Regions from separate parts of the Sus scrofa genome. Here regions 1 and 2 are each linked to region 3. The links are chromatin contacts, called in public HiChIP or PLAC-seq maps. All regions are on one chromosome and are shown on one strand. Each heading gives the region's core, a stretch centred on a gene start, on an enhancer-like site or on the middle of the called end of the contact. The rest is flanking DNA. Distances are from core to core; before and after follow the strand shown. Region 1 overlaps KIAA2012. Region 2 overlaps KIAA2012. Region 3 has its middle 45 kb from the start of FZD7.

Region 1 (4,004 bases), core at 40-2,539, 170 kb after region 3:
TAATATATTTTAATCTTAATAACATTAGATACCTTATGATTTCAGTTTTCTTTATTAAGAATGAGTATGAGGAGTTCCCATGGTGGCTCAGGGAAACGAATCTGACTAGCCTCCATAAGGATGCAGGTTGGATCCCTCACCTCACTCAGTGGGTTAAGGATCTGGTGTTGCTGTGAGCCATGGTGCAGGTTGCAGACGCGGCCCAGATCCCGCGTTGCTGTGTCTGTGGTATAGGCCAGAAGCTACAGCTCCTGATTCGACTCCTAGCCTGGGAACCTCCATATGCCGCAGGTGCAGCCCTAAAAAGCCAAAAAGAAAGAAAGAATAAGTGTGAGATCTTTTTACTACACAAGAAAACTTGTACACCCTTGAAGTTGAAACTCACGAGATACTGATTTCCTTCAAGCATTAGGAAGGCATTGAAATTACATTACATGATATGCTACATGGAATTGCCAAATGTATTTTCCTTATTAAGCCTTTTAAGAACTCCCTACAAATTTTTTTTTTTTTTTAAATTTTTGTCTTTTTGCTATTTCTTTGGGCTGCTCCCGCGGCATATGGAGGTTCCCAGGCTAGGGGTCCAATCGGAGCTGTAGCCGCCGGCCTACACCAGAGCCACAGCAACATGGGATCCGAGCCGCGTCTGTGACCTACACCACAGCTCACGACAACGCCGGATCGTTAACCCACTGAGCAAGGGCAGGGACCGAACCCGCAACCTCATGGTTCCTAGTCGGATTCGTTAACCACTGCGCCACGACGGGAATTTCCCAAATTTATTTTTATTCCCATTTCACAGATGGAGAGGCTGAGCTTCAATGATAGGTCATGCGGCACATGGCCGAACTCTGGCTCCTGCAGCCCCTGCTCCCCCATCCTATGGGGAGCTTTGATAGTTCCTTATCAAAGCCGGCTGTGGGCCTAGAAGTACCACGCTCAGATGGGGGGCTGTGGGTGAGAGTAGAGGGCAGGACCGGTGGAAGGTTCTCCAAAAACAGATGAGAACTTCAGGCAACCTGGCCCAGCCTCTGTCGAACAAAGAACCTGAGGCTAGGGGTTAAGTATCTCACACGAGCTGAAAGGCATGAGGTGTGGGCGTCAGGGCTTCAGTGCAGACAGCAGGCAGTCTGACGCCAGGACCTGCACCCTGACAGCTGGGGCAGCTATGTCTTCTGTCTCGTTTGAGTGTGGCTGTTTGTGTTTACAACGTGTTTGTTACTCTCTGCGCCCACCCCCACCCCCCCAGCCCTCTAATACCGCACTGCTGCCAGTGCCCTTTCTAAATACAGCTGGGTCATACCACTGGGTTGCTGGACACTCCTACCACGTCTCCAGTGGCCTTCCTGTTAAATCTTGGCATCAAAAATATATTGCTTTTATAAATAGAAAAATATAACAAATGAATTAAAAAAAAAAAATTCCAGACTGCAACATTCAAGATCTGGCTGGTGTCTGATTCACACGGCCCAGGCTCTGCAGCCCCGCCAGCCTCCCCCACAAACCAGTACCTGCGGTTTCCTCTGTGGGAACTGCCCTACCTCCCCTTCTCTGCAAGACTTAACACCGTGTCCACTGGTAAACAAACCTTCCTGGCCTAATTTAGCTTCACCTCCCGCGAGGTCCTGCAGAAACCTGTCATAATCTGTCACAAGATTTATCACACTGCATGGCAACGTGAGATTTCTAGTCATTTCTCTACAGGGATTCTCTACAAATAGATCTCTCGGCCTTGTGCCTCAGTACCCAGCACAGTACCTGACACACGACAGACACTCAATAATAAATATTCCTAAGCAGAAGGAACAGATAAAGAGCAAATGATTTGGCCAGAATAACAGAGCTGGGATTTGAATTTTCAGTCCTTCTGTGTATATTGCTCACCAAGTATTATTGCCTATGTTTCAGTCATCGCCTTTGTAACTGATATTAAAAGTGACAGCATTTTTTTTAGTTTTACTTTTTACTTTTTTTTTTTTTTTTGGTATTTTTAGGGCCGAATCCATAGCATACGGCAGTTCCCACGCTAGGAGTCGAATCAGACCTGCAGCTGCCTACACCACAGCCACAGCAACACCAGATCCGAACTGCATCTGTGATCCATGCCACGCCAGATCTTTAACCCACTGATCGAGGCCAGGGTTCAAGCCCACATCCTCATCCTCATCGATACTAGTCAGGTTCTTAACCTTCTAAGTCACAATGGGAACTCCTAGTTTTACTTTTTTTAATTCAAATTTTGAATCCAAAATATACTCAGGAGTTTTTTAAAATTTAAGTATAAAAAGGTATGTCTCCCAGCAGCTGGGTTCCCTTCCCCTTGGACCACACTGTTGCTAGTTTTCTGTGTGCCCTTCCTGAGTTGCAGTATGCAAATAGAGGCCAATACAAGATAGAAACACAGACAGAGAAGTATTTTATACATGTTTCTACATCTCTTACACATTGCTCACAGTCTTACTTTTTTTACTCAATGTATCTTGAAATTCTGTGTTGAGATGCTTTTTAATGATTGCATAGTATTCTGTTGTACGAATTACCATAATGTATGCAATATGTCCCCAATTGATTGAATATGTAGGTTGTTTCCAATCTATTGCAAGGAATGATTTAGGTATATGTCTTTTCACATGTATGTTCATATATGATAGCTTTTTGACACTTTTCTAAGCAACAGGCAGAATTTCAAATTAAGACTACGTCTTTTTATAACAGGGACTCCTCAAAAGATTCTTTCCAAATCCCTGAGTCTGCCTCTGTCTCCCCATCTGTGGAATGAGAGGAATAGTCCTTGCCCCTGAAGGCTCATAGCTACATGTTGTTAAGATTGAATGTTCCTGTTATGGCTCAGCGGAAACCAATCTGACTAGCATCCATGAGGATGCAGGTTCAATCCCTGGCCTCACTCAGTGGGTTAAGGATCTGGTTGCTGCGAGCTGTGGTGTAGATTGCAGATGCGGCTCAGATCCCCCATTGCTGTGGCAGTGGCGTAGGCTGGGAGCTACAGCTCAGGTTCAGCCCCTAGCCTGGGAACCTCCATATGCTGTGGATGCAGCCCTAAGAAAAAAAAAAAGACAGAAGGTTTAGTCTTCCGGGCATTAAAATTCTTCCAAAGGAGGAAGCTATTTTCTCCCTTTTAATCCCCATTTCCTGTTAGACTAAAAGGATTTATAAACAAGATTTTTTAAATTTATCTCTTTTCTAGTCTTTTAATTTAGGAGTTTACTAGAAAGGCAGGTTTTTCCTACAATCTGTTTTTAAAAGCTTTTCCATTTATTCAGGGATGAAATTTTTTTATTGCATCATGCCAAATCTGCTTTGTCTCCAAAAGGAGAAATACAAAAGAAACAAAATTTCTTACCTGCTTTAGCTTTTTTTAACCTCAGAGTATCTCATCAGCCATGAACACTAAACTAACAAGTGAGAAACACAGAGTAAAAAGTCACCAAAGGAGAGAGAATAAATTAGCAGATAATTGTCTCTCCCTAAAATAGCTTGGGTATTTGATTGTCACTAAAGGCTGAGGAATTTTAGTCCCAGGAGAGGTTTCTAGGGCCCTCAGATTCCTTCCCTGACCGAAATGAAGCTGTGGATTAAGCAGAAATCCAGGTGACAAAGGCCAAGAGCTGGCCTCATCAGACACCAGAGGCTTTATTTGGGTCAGCAATTCTTTCCTTGGCAACTAAAGAGCTGCCCTTCCAACCCTCTAGAGAAGATCCATGATTCTCTCAATCCTGGCTGGATATTGGAATCACCCAAGAAGACCTAAAAATTCCCCAGCTCCAGAAAGCCTGGTTTTGATATTTGGGGTTAGGTCCTAACAATCTTTTTTTTTTTTAAAGCTTTGCAAATCATTCTAAGATGAGCCGGGGTTGAGGACCATCATTTTGGAGATTCCTGGGTGGTGGGATTGCAAGCAGCTTGTGTGACTCAGAGAAAGAAGGGAGAGGGGATTCCATGTGATAGAAAACCCAATCCATAGTAATCCTTGAAACGCCCCCAAC
Region 2 (4,220 bases), core at 161-2,660, 140 kb after region 3:
GCAATGAAAGAGTGGCTCCGTCATGTCAAATTAAGTCCTAGACTGAATTATTACCCTTGCAGTCAAAAACAGGACCACTAGACCGAGGGTCCTAAACTCTAGTCTCCTCATTTCCCCTGTGAGGCTGCACAAACCAGCTCGCTCTGAGAATTGCCTGTGCCTGGGAGTTCCCATCTGGGTGCAGTGAAAACGAATCCCACCTAGGAACCATGAGGTGGCAGGTTCGATCCCTGGCCTTGCTCAGTGGGTGAAGGATCCCACATTGTGGTGAGCTGTGGTGTAAGTCAAAGATGCGGCTGGGATCTGGCCTTACTGTGGCTGTGGTGTAGGCCAGCAGCTGTAGCTCCGATTAGACCCCTAGCCTGGGAACCTCCATATGCCATGGGTGTGACCCTAAAAAGCAAAAAAAAAAAAAAAAGAGAGAGAGAGAGAGAATTGCCTGTGCCTCCTTTGTGAGAGGAGGGGGCTGTTCCCACCAGAACCAGCTGATTTGTTCAAGCAAGTTTTATTTCCTTTAGAAGTAGCCCCCTGTGAGTCCCCCTGTGAGTCCCCCTGTGGCACAGTGGGTTAAGGATCCCGCGTTGTCACTGCAGTTGCTGGCGTTTTGCCGCTGCGCGGGTGGGAATCCCCAGCCGCGGAACTGCCACATGCCTCTGGCCCGGCCAAAGGAAAAAGGAAAAAAAAGAAGACGCCCCACTAAAGGAAAGTTATTTGAGGAAAAGTCTCGGACGCCCCACTAGCCCCCAAACGCGAAGAAAATGAGGGTGGGGCGCCTTAGGGGAGGGGAGTGTCTTCTGCGCCTCCCCCACCCCCGTACTTTTGGAGGCTAATGGCTCTTTATTAATCACTTCAATTTTAACTACTTCCTCAACCTACTCTATGTAAATGACTAATTTCATGTTTACTATAAATCATCTGGAAAAGATTTAGAGACAAATTTCTGCCCAGCAGATTTCGGTTACGTACCTTGATGAGCCACTGGCAAATTCAGTGAATCCCTCCCTCTGTCGCCTTTCCACTCTGCGGCAGGCTAGGGGGTCACACAAAATTGATCTCTATCAGCATCAGGGGTTTCTGCTCGCCTGGCCTTTAACTGCCCCCTAATTCACCCCCTCCCTCCCTTCCCTGGGGTCGGACCACATTAGGAGTTTAGTCACAAAATACTTTTACTTTTTTTTTTTTATCAGTGTGTTAGCTTCGAGTGAAAACACAAAACCAAAATAGCAACTACCCCCCACCAAGGGTGGACTATTTTGGCATCACCACGCTTTCACGAGAAGTCACATACCTCGATTTGGAAAGCAATTTCTGACGGGCGGGTGAGAGTGAAAGCCAGCGGGTGCTTTGCAGACGTGACCGGGTTCCCGGATTTACCCAGTTCTGGAGGCTGCCTCTGGTGCCCCCTACTGGTTGGAGTTTTTAAACCCTCGGCTGTGCGTTTCCCGAGCCGCGGTCCGCGCCGGGGCCGCGAGCAGGAGGGATCCCGTCTTCCGCCTCCGGCACGCGGGCGGGCAACCGGTGGGACTCGCCGCCGAGGCACCTCCTCCACCCCTGGTGGAGAATGCGGACCTGGGCGGTAAAACCAAAACCAGAAATGAGTAGCGACTGGCGACAACGTCCTAGGAGTCGCAGGAGGGGGTTGAGTTGGGGAAAGAGGGGGAAGAAACCTACTAGGAGAAACGAGGAGATGAAAAGAGAAATGAAAAAAGAAAAAGGAGACAAGCAGACGTGTTTCAACTCCAAGCTCCCATTTCCTCTTTCAAATGAACTGCCTCCCCACTGTGAACAGAATCAAGTATTTATGAAGGCATTTTTTGCATATTAATAGCTGCATGTGGAGCTTTGCCAGTTCTGAAGTCCTAAAGGTATGGTGCCCTTTTTTGAATGCAGGTCCTCCACGCTCCTCACAGAATTTGGTATTCTCCTTCACATAGATTTTCCTTTTTGCCTTGTGGCTCCTCCTAAGGTCTTTCATTTGATTAAGGGAAATTAGTTCCCGGGATACGGTCAGAGTCCAAGCCCTGCTCTTAGCTCGGTGGCTGACATCAATCACTAGAGAAGCTTTTCCTCTTCCCCAGGGCCTCTCTATGTAGAGGCCAAAGGTTGCGTGAGGTTACTAGCACCTAAAAAGAGCATTAAAATTGTAAATGAAAATTCCAGCAGGAGTGTTAATATATCTATCGTGAGTGAGGAGAAAGTAAAACTTTTAAAAAAGGAAGAAAAATAATTGCATTAACTGCAACAGCATGACTAGCTATGCTCGGTAAAGATTATGAGCGATTTTAAAAGGAAAACATTGAAAACCAGTTAGAAAAAGAAGCAGGAGACATAAACAATTCATGTCAAAAATAATAGAGAACAAACAAGATTCATCCTGAATAGCAAATTTTTTGTCTGAGTAGCAGTTTAAATTGAGGCAAACTGAAAAAATAAATAAATAAATAAATTGAGGCAAACTGGAGGTGCCATTTTTATTTGAGATTTGAGATTTGTGCCTTCTCTCACCTTTTTTTTAATGGTAACACTCAGTACTGCTGAGGTATTGGTAAAACTGATACACTTAACACACTTCCAATGGGTTGTAGTTTGGTTCAATTCGCTTGTAAATCAAAATGGCAGTATGACTTGTGAAACATGGAAAATTTTCATATCCATTGATTCAGTATTTCTGACTTCTGGGGATTTATCCTAAGGAAATAGCTGAGCAGAAAAAAAAAAAAAAATGGGTGAAGGTGGCCATTGCAGCACTATCTGTAATACAAAAAAATTGGAAACAGCCAGAGACGTTATTAAATTAATTGTGTGGGATTTAATTCAGGCATTAAAAAATAATGTTTGTTTTTCCTAGAAGCTTTGATTTAATACAAAAGGTTTAACACAGAGTTTTTCAACTTCAACACCATTGCCAGATAGTCTTTGTTGTGGGAGCTTTCTCATGCATTGTAGGATGCTAAGCAGCATCCCAACTCTCTACCCACTAGATGCCAGTAGCGCGAGCGCGCACGTGGCGCGCGCGCGCGCGCGCACACACACACACACACACACACACACACACACACGGCCACTAGTGACAGTCAAAAAGTGTCTCCAGTCCATGCCAAATGTCCCCTGGAAGGCAAAAATCACACACATCCCAGCCCCAACCCCACGTTGAGAACTACCGATTCCATTTTAAAAGTGGAAATCAAAGTGATGTCAACTGTGACCTCAACTGTGCAAAAAAATTGCTGTGTCTTTAAAGACCTGCAAATAATAGTGTTTGAAATGATGGCTATGTTGGGCTACATTTTTGGTTTTTATTTTATCTGCTTCATTTTTCATTGTTTTTCTTTTCTTTCCAAAATTCTCCCTGTAAAGAGGAATAATGGATCATGAGGAGAGCTGGCTTAAAATGACCAGGAGCAAACAGCAGGTATACAGCAAGTGAAACAAGGGTCAACACCACAGTGTCATTATTTTTTTTAACTGCTGTTTAAATTATTTAACCTTAATTAGGTTTGTATTAGATTATTGGATAGGGCCATCAGAATTCTCTTGTAAGAATTCAACAACCCCTTTTCAGCATTTTATGCCTCTGATCCTAGGCTTTAAGGAGGTGAGGGGCAAATCACCTATTTTTCTGAAAAGTCTGGATCTCAAAATATGAAGCCCTCTAATCCATCCAAATCTATCTATGCAAGCTTGGGAGGAGATGGACCCTGAGCCCACTCCTTAATGGAGTTGTCAGGGCAGAGAGGCTGTCAATACAAAGTATCAAAGTACAAGCTCAAACCTTAATTAGATTCCCAAGAATCATTGTGTCTCTTTGTTTAAAATAAGAAAGAAACCATCTCACTAGTTTTGACATTGTCCATTTTCTCTTCCTTTGTTAGGGAGAGCAAACATCCTTTCTCACTTGCTTTTATCTTGGGTTTTGTCTTGTTGCTTTGCAGGGATCAGAACTTTGGTAGCATCCTAAAAATCCTGCTAAACAAGAATGATGTCCTTTTTTCCCATTTGACAAAGCCACTTCTATTTCGACCTGTACTATCTCTTGAGTTCAGGTTTTGTGAGTTTACAACAGTATAAATTCATATTTGATCTTATGTGTCCCAAATTTATCTCTTTCAGATTTCAAAGAGTAGGCTGTAATTCTATCACGCTAAGGATTTAGGTTGAATAAACCTATGTTTACCCCATCTGTTTCCTTGGTGGTTTCACAGATGGTGTTCGTATCCCCT
Region 3 (4,030 bases), core at 674-3,173:
GCCACAACGGGAACTCCCTAAACCTGGAATTATTTTAATTTTTTTTTGTTGTTGTTGTTGTTGTTGTTGCTTTTTAGGGCCGCACTCGCAGCATATGGAGGTTCCCAGGCTAGGGATCTAATCGGAGCTGCAGCTGCTGGCCTACACCACAGCCACATCAATGTCAGATCCGAGCCTCGTCTGCCACCTATACCACAGCTCATGGCAACACCGGATCCTTCACCCACTGAGCAAGGCCAGGGATCAAACCTGCAACCTCATGGTTCCTAGTCAGATTCATTTCCGCTATGCCACAACGGGAACTCCTAAACCTGAATTTTTATAAGATAAAATTTCTTTCTGCTGTACAGTAGAAAATTGACAAAACACTGTAAACCAGCTATGACGGAAAAAATAAAAAATCATTTTTAAAAATTAAATAAAAAATAAACAACTATCTGACCAAAGAAAAAAATTTTTTTTTCTATTTATCAACTCCTGTCTGATGCTGATCGCATCATCTATGGGGTCCTGGCCTGAGTCCCTGGGATTCAGAATAGAAGAGGCCTTACCATGCCTGATCCTTTTTTTTTTTTTTTCCTCCAGCTTCAACAGAGCAACCTGTTCCCTACAACAACTGGTAAATGAACTACATGTGAAAAATGATCCCTGGAGGAGGGGGGAGGACCTGAAACCCAGTGATAAAATTCCAGGGAAATGCTATCTTCATTGACAACCCAAGTGATGGGTTAGTTAGTCAGCCACCGGTAGAGTCAGTGCTTCTTATCAATTTCCTTCTTCTTTCTACATGAAGCAGAATCATCGCTCTAAAGACAAGGGAAAGACAGAGGTTCTAGAAAGTTTTTGCAGGTTCCTTCCAATTACATTTTCTTGCTTCTAGATTTCCCGATTTCTTCCATTAGCCAAGGGCAGGGAAGTGTATTGCCAGGTGGGGCTCAAGGATTTAAAGGCAGTGTTTATCCGAAAAATCTCTGTGGACATGAGGACAATCAGTCTGATAAGCAGGAATAAGCAAATGAGTCACGTGACTGTCTCTGCTTCATTTTTCTCCGCCTATTAAAAAAAGGGGATGCAGAATTCCCTGGTGGTACAGTGGGTTAAGAATTTGGCATCATCTGGTTGCCAAGGGGGAGAGAGAGGGAGTGGGATGAACTGGGAATTAGGGGTTAATAGATGCAGACTATTGCATTTGGAGTGGAAAAGCAATGAGATCCTGCCGTATAGCACAGGGAACTCTATCTGATCACTTGTGATGGAACATGATGGAGGATAATGTGAGAAAAAGAATGTATATACATATGTATAACTGGGCTACTTTGCTATACAGCAGAAATTGACAGAACACTATAAATCAACTATAATGGAAAAAAATTTTTTTAAAGAATGTGGCATTATCACTGCTCTGGGTTGGGTCACTGTTGTGGCATGAGTTCAATCCTGGCCTGGGATGGACATGCATGACATGGGAAAGGCCAAAAAAAGGTAGGGGGTGCTGCTTCTTCAGTTCTTGAGGATGATAGAGAAGCACATGCAATACCAGGACAAGCATTTCGGCAATAAAGATAAAGACCTACTTGAAGATTTCAGGGATGTCTTAAGGCTGTTTTTCTTTGATAAATGAAGGAGAAAAAATTATGGTTTGTGCTCAAATTTGCCTGATCATCCACTGGCCTTTATGTGGATTTGGTAAAAGAAAGTTTTTCTTTACCAGATGCCACCTCTGGGACCCAAGCGGCTTCACAGACCAAACTATGCCCCATGAGGCCACCAGCCTGAACCTCATCTCTATGCAGTCACACTTAGCCCTTCACCACGACTGTGTGGTTTCAGCTATAGTAGCTGGCTTTGAAATGGCTGTGAACTGAGTTTCCAGGCTCAGGGATGGTTCTGTGCAAACTCATCCCAAGTCTTCTCAAGTGTCTTCTTAGAAGCCACAGTCAGCTTTGGCCAGGGGAGGCTGGTCAGGGCCAGAGCCACAAATCTGGAGCCTTGGCAAGAACAAAGCTGACAGAGTCACGTGGGGCGGGAACCTGTGACCTCAGGCACAGCTGGGCTATAATCAATCAGCAGCCATTCCCCAGGATTAAGAGTAACAAATCACAAAATGTACTTAACCACCACTTAAGCTATTAGATAAGGCCACTTGCTCAGCCAGACCTGGGACTACAGCTTCTAAAGAAAAAAAAATTTTTTAATGGATTTTGGCATCTTTTTTTCTTTCTTTCTTTCTTTCTTTCTTTCTTTCTTTCTTTCTTTCTCTCTCTCTCTTTCTTTCTTTCTTTTTTTTGTCTTTTGTCCTTTTTAGGGCCACACCCACAGCATATGGAGGTTCCCAGGCTAGGCGTAGAATCGGAGCTGTAGGCGCCAGCCTACGGCATAGTCACAGCCACAGCCACAGCAACACCAGATCCAAGCCGCATCTGTGACCTACACCACAGCTCACAGCAACACCCGATCCTTAACCCACTGAGCAAGGCCAGGGATCGAACCCGCAACCTCCTGGTTCCTGGTCAGATTCATTTCAACTGTGCCACGGTGGGAACTCTGGATTTTGGCATCTTTTGATAAATGTGTTTTCAGAGAGTTTTTTCCTTCTACAATTAAAAGATATCTTTTGTGGTATATATACACAATGGAATACTACTCAGTCATAAAAAAGAACAACATAATGCCATTTGCAGCAACATGGATGGAACTAGAGACTCTCATACTGAGTGAAATAAGTCAGAAAGAGAAAGACAAATACCATATGATATCACTTATAACTGGAATCTGATATACAGCACAAATGAATGTTTCCACAGAAAAGAAAATCATAGACTTGGAGAATATACTTGCGGCTGCCCTGTGGTGGGGAGAGGGAGGGAATGGGAGAGATTGGGAGCTTAGGGTTAACAGATGCAAACTATTGCTCCTGGAATGGATTTACAATGAGATCCTACTGTGTAGCACTGAGAACTATGTCTACATACTTGCATGGCAACACAACAATGGGAGGAAAAAATATGTATACATGTATGTGTAACTTGGTCCCCATGCTGTACAGTGGGGAAAAGATAAATAAATAAAATATAAAAAATAATAATAATAAAATAAAATAAAAAATACCTTTGGTTGCATACATTAAAAATCCAAGACTAATGCCCAACCTATTAGAAGGGGAGCAATAAACAGTTAATTTATAAGTACATTTATTCACTCAATAGCTATTTACTGAGCACCTACTGTGTATCGGGCATTTATCTAGGCTTTGAGGGACACTATTATGAATGACACAGATAAAAGCTTCTAACATAAGATAGCAGTAAATGAAAAAATACATAATATCAGATAGGAAAGTGTGCTATGATGACAAATTAGATAAGGTAAAGTAGAGAGAAATGTGGCTACTATCTTAGGGTCATGAGGGCAACTCTGAAATGTCTGAGTGAAGACTTGAACGTTGTGAGGGAGGAAACTGCAAATGTATCTGAGAAAGAGTCTTCCACAAGGAAGGAACAGCATGGGCAAAGGCCCTGAGGCAGGAAGGTGCTTGGTATATCTGAGGAAGAGCAAAGAGGTCCAATGGCTGGAGTGAAGAAAGAGAGGGAGTGATGAGTAAAGGGAGATGACCTTGGACAGGGGTCAGAGGCCAGAACAGCCTGGGTTTTGAAGCCGTGGGGTCTATAATGAGAGAGGGAGGAAACCACGGGAGGGCTTTGAACAGGAGTGTGATTCTACGCTATGGGGAATAAATGCAGGGGAGTAAGAATGGCAGGTGGGAGACCATGGCAAAGTCCAGGTGACAGATAATGGTGGCAAGGCGGAAGCAGTGGAGGGTAAGAAGTGGCTACACACTGGGGAGTTCCCATTGTGGCTCAGCAGTTAACAAACCTGACTAGTATCCATGAGGGAGCAGGTTCAATCCCTGGCCTCGCTCAGTGGGTTAAGTAAGGATCCAGTGGTGCCGTGAACTGTGGTGTAGGTAGCAGACGTGGCTCGGATCCTTCATTTTTATGGCTGTGGTAGAGGCCGGCAGCTACGGCTCCAA

The links. HiChIP or PLAC-seq counts read pairs in DNA pulled down with a chosen protein or histone mark.
Region 1: a contact with region 3 is called in an H3K27ac HiChIP or PLAC-seq map of skeletal muscle, with 4 times the contacts expected there. The contact joins two enhancer-like sites. A contact is called at or near these places in 1 of 47 Hi-C or Micro-C datasets (skeletal muscle) and 1 of 2 datasets of contacts at active chromatin or transcription factors (skeletal muscle).
Region 2: a contact with region 3 is called in an H3K27ac HiChIP or PLAC-seq map of skeletal muscle. The contact joins two enhancer-like sites. A contact is called at or near these places in 1 of 47 Hi-C or Micro-C datasets (liver) and 1 of 2 datasets of contacts at active chromatin or transcription factors (skeletal muscle).

What each region holds. Positions count from the first base shown.
Region 1 is chr15:105,763,427-105,767,430 of Sscrofa11.1, forward strand. The region is part of intron 14 of KIAA2012; the gene reads left to right. Among named protein-coding and RNA genes, the nearest start is that of KIAA2012, 84 kb to the left of the region's middle. Within about 2 kb of position 1,290, at least 1 of the 83 cell types and tissues checked has an H3K27ac peak or open chromatin away from gene starts, as enhancers often do. A contact at or near this core is called in skeletal muscle, where this site is marked.
Region 2 is chr15:105,742,486-105,746,705 of Sscrofa11.1, forward strand. The region is part of intron 13 of KIAA2012; the gene reads left to right. Among named protein-coding and RNA genes, the nearest start is that of KIAA2012, 63 kb to the left of the region's middle. Within about 2 kb of position 1,411, at least 31 of the 83 cell types and tissues checked have an H3K27ac peak or open chromatin away from gene starts, as enhancers often do. A contact at or near this core is called in skeletal muscle, where this site is marked.
Region 3 is chr15:105,597,643-105,601,672 of Sscrofa11.1, forward strand. No RefSeq gene overlaps it. Among named protein-coding and RNA genes, the nearest start is that of FZD7, 45 kb to the right of the region's middle. Within about 2 kb of position 1,924, at least 3 of the 83 cell types and tissues checked have an H3K27ac peak or open chromatin away from gene starts, as enhancers often do. A contact at or near this core is called in skeletal muscle, where this site is marked.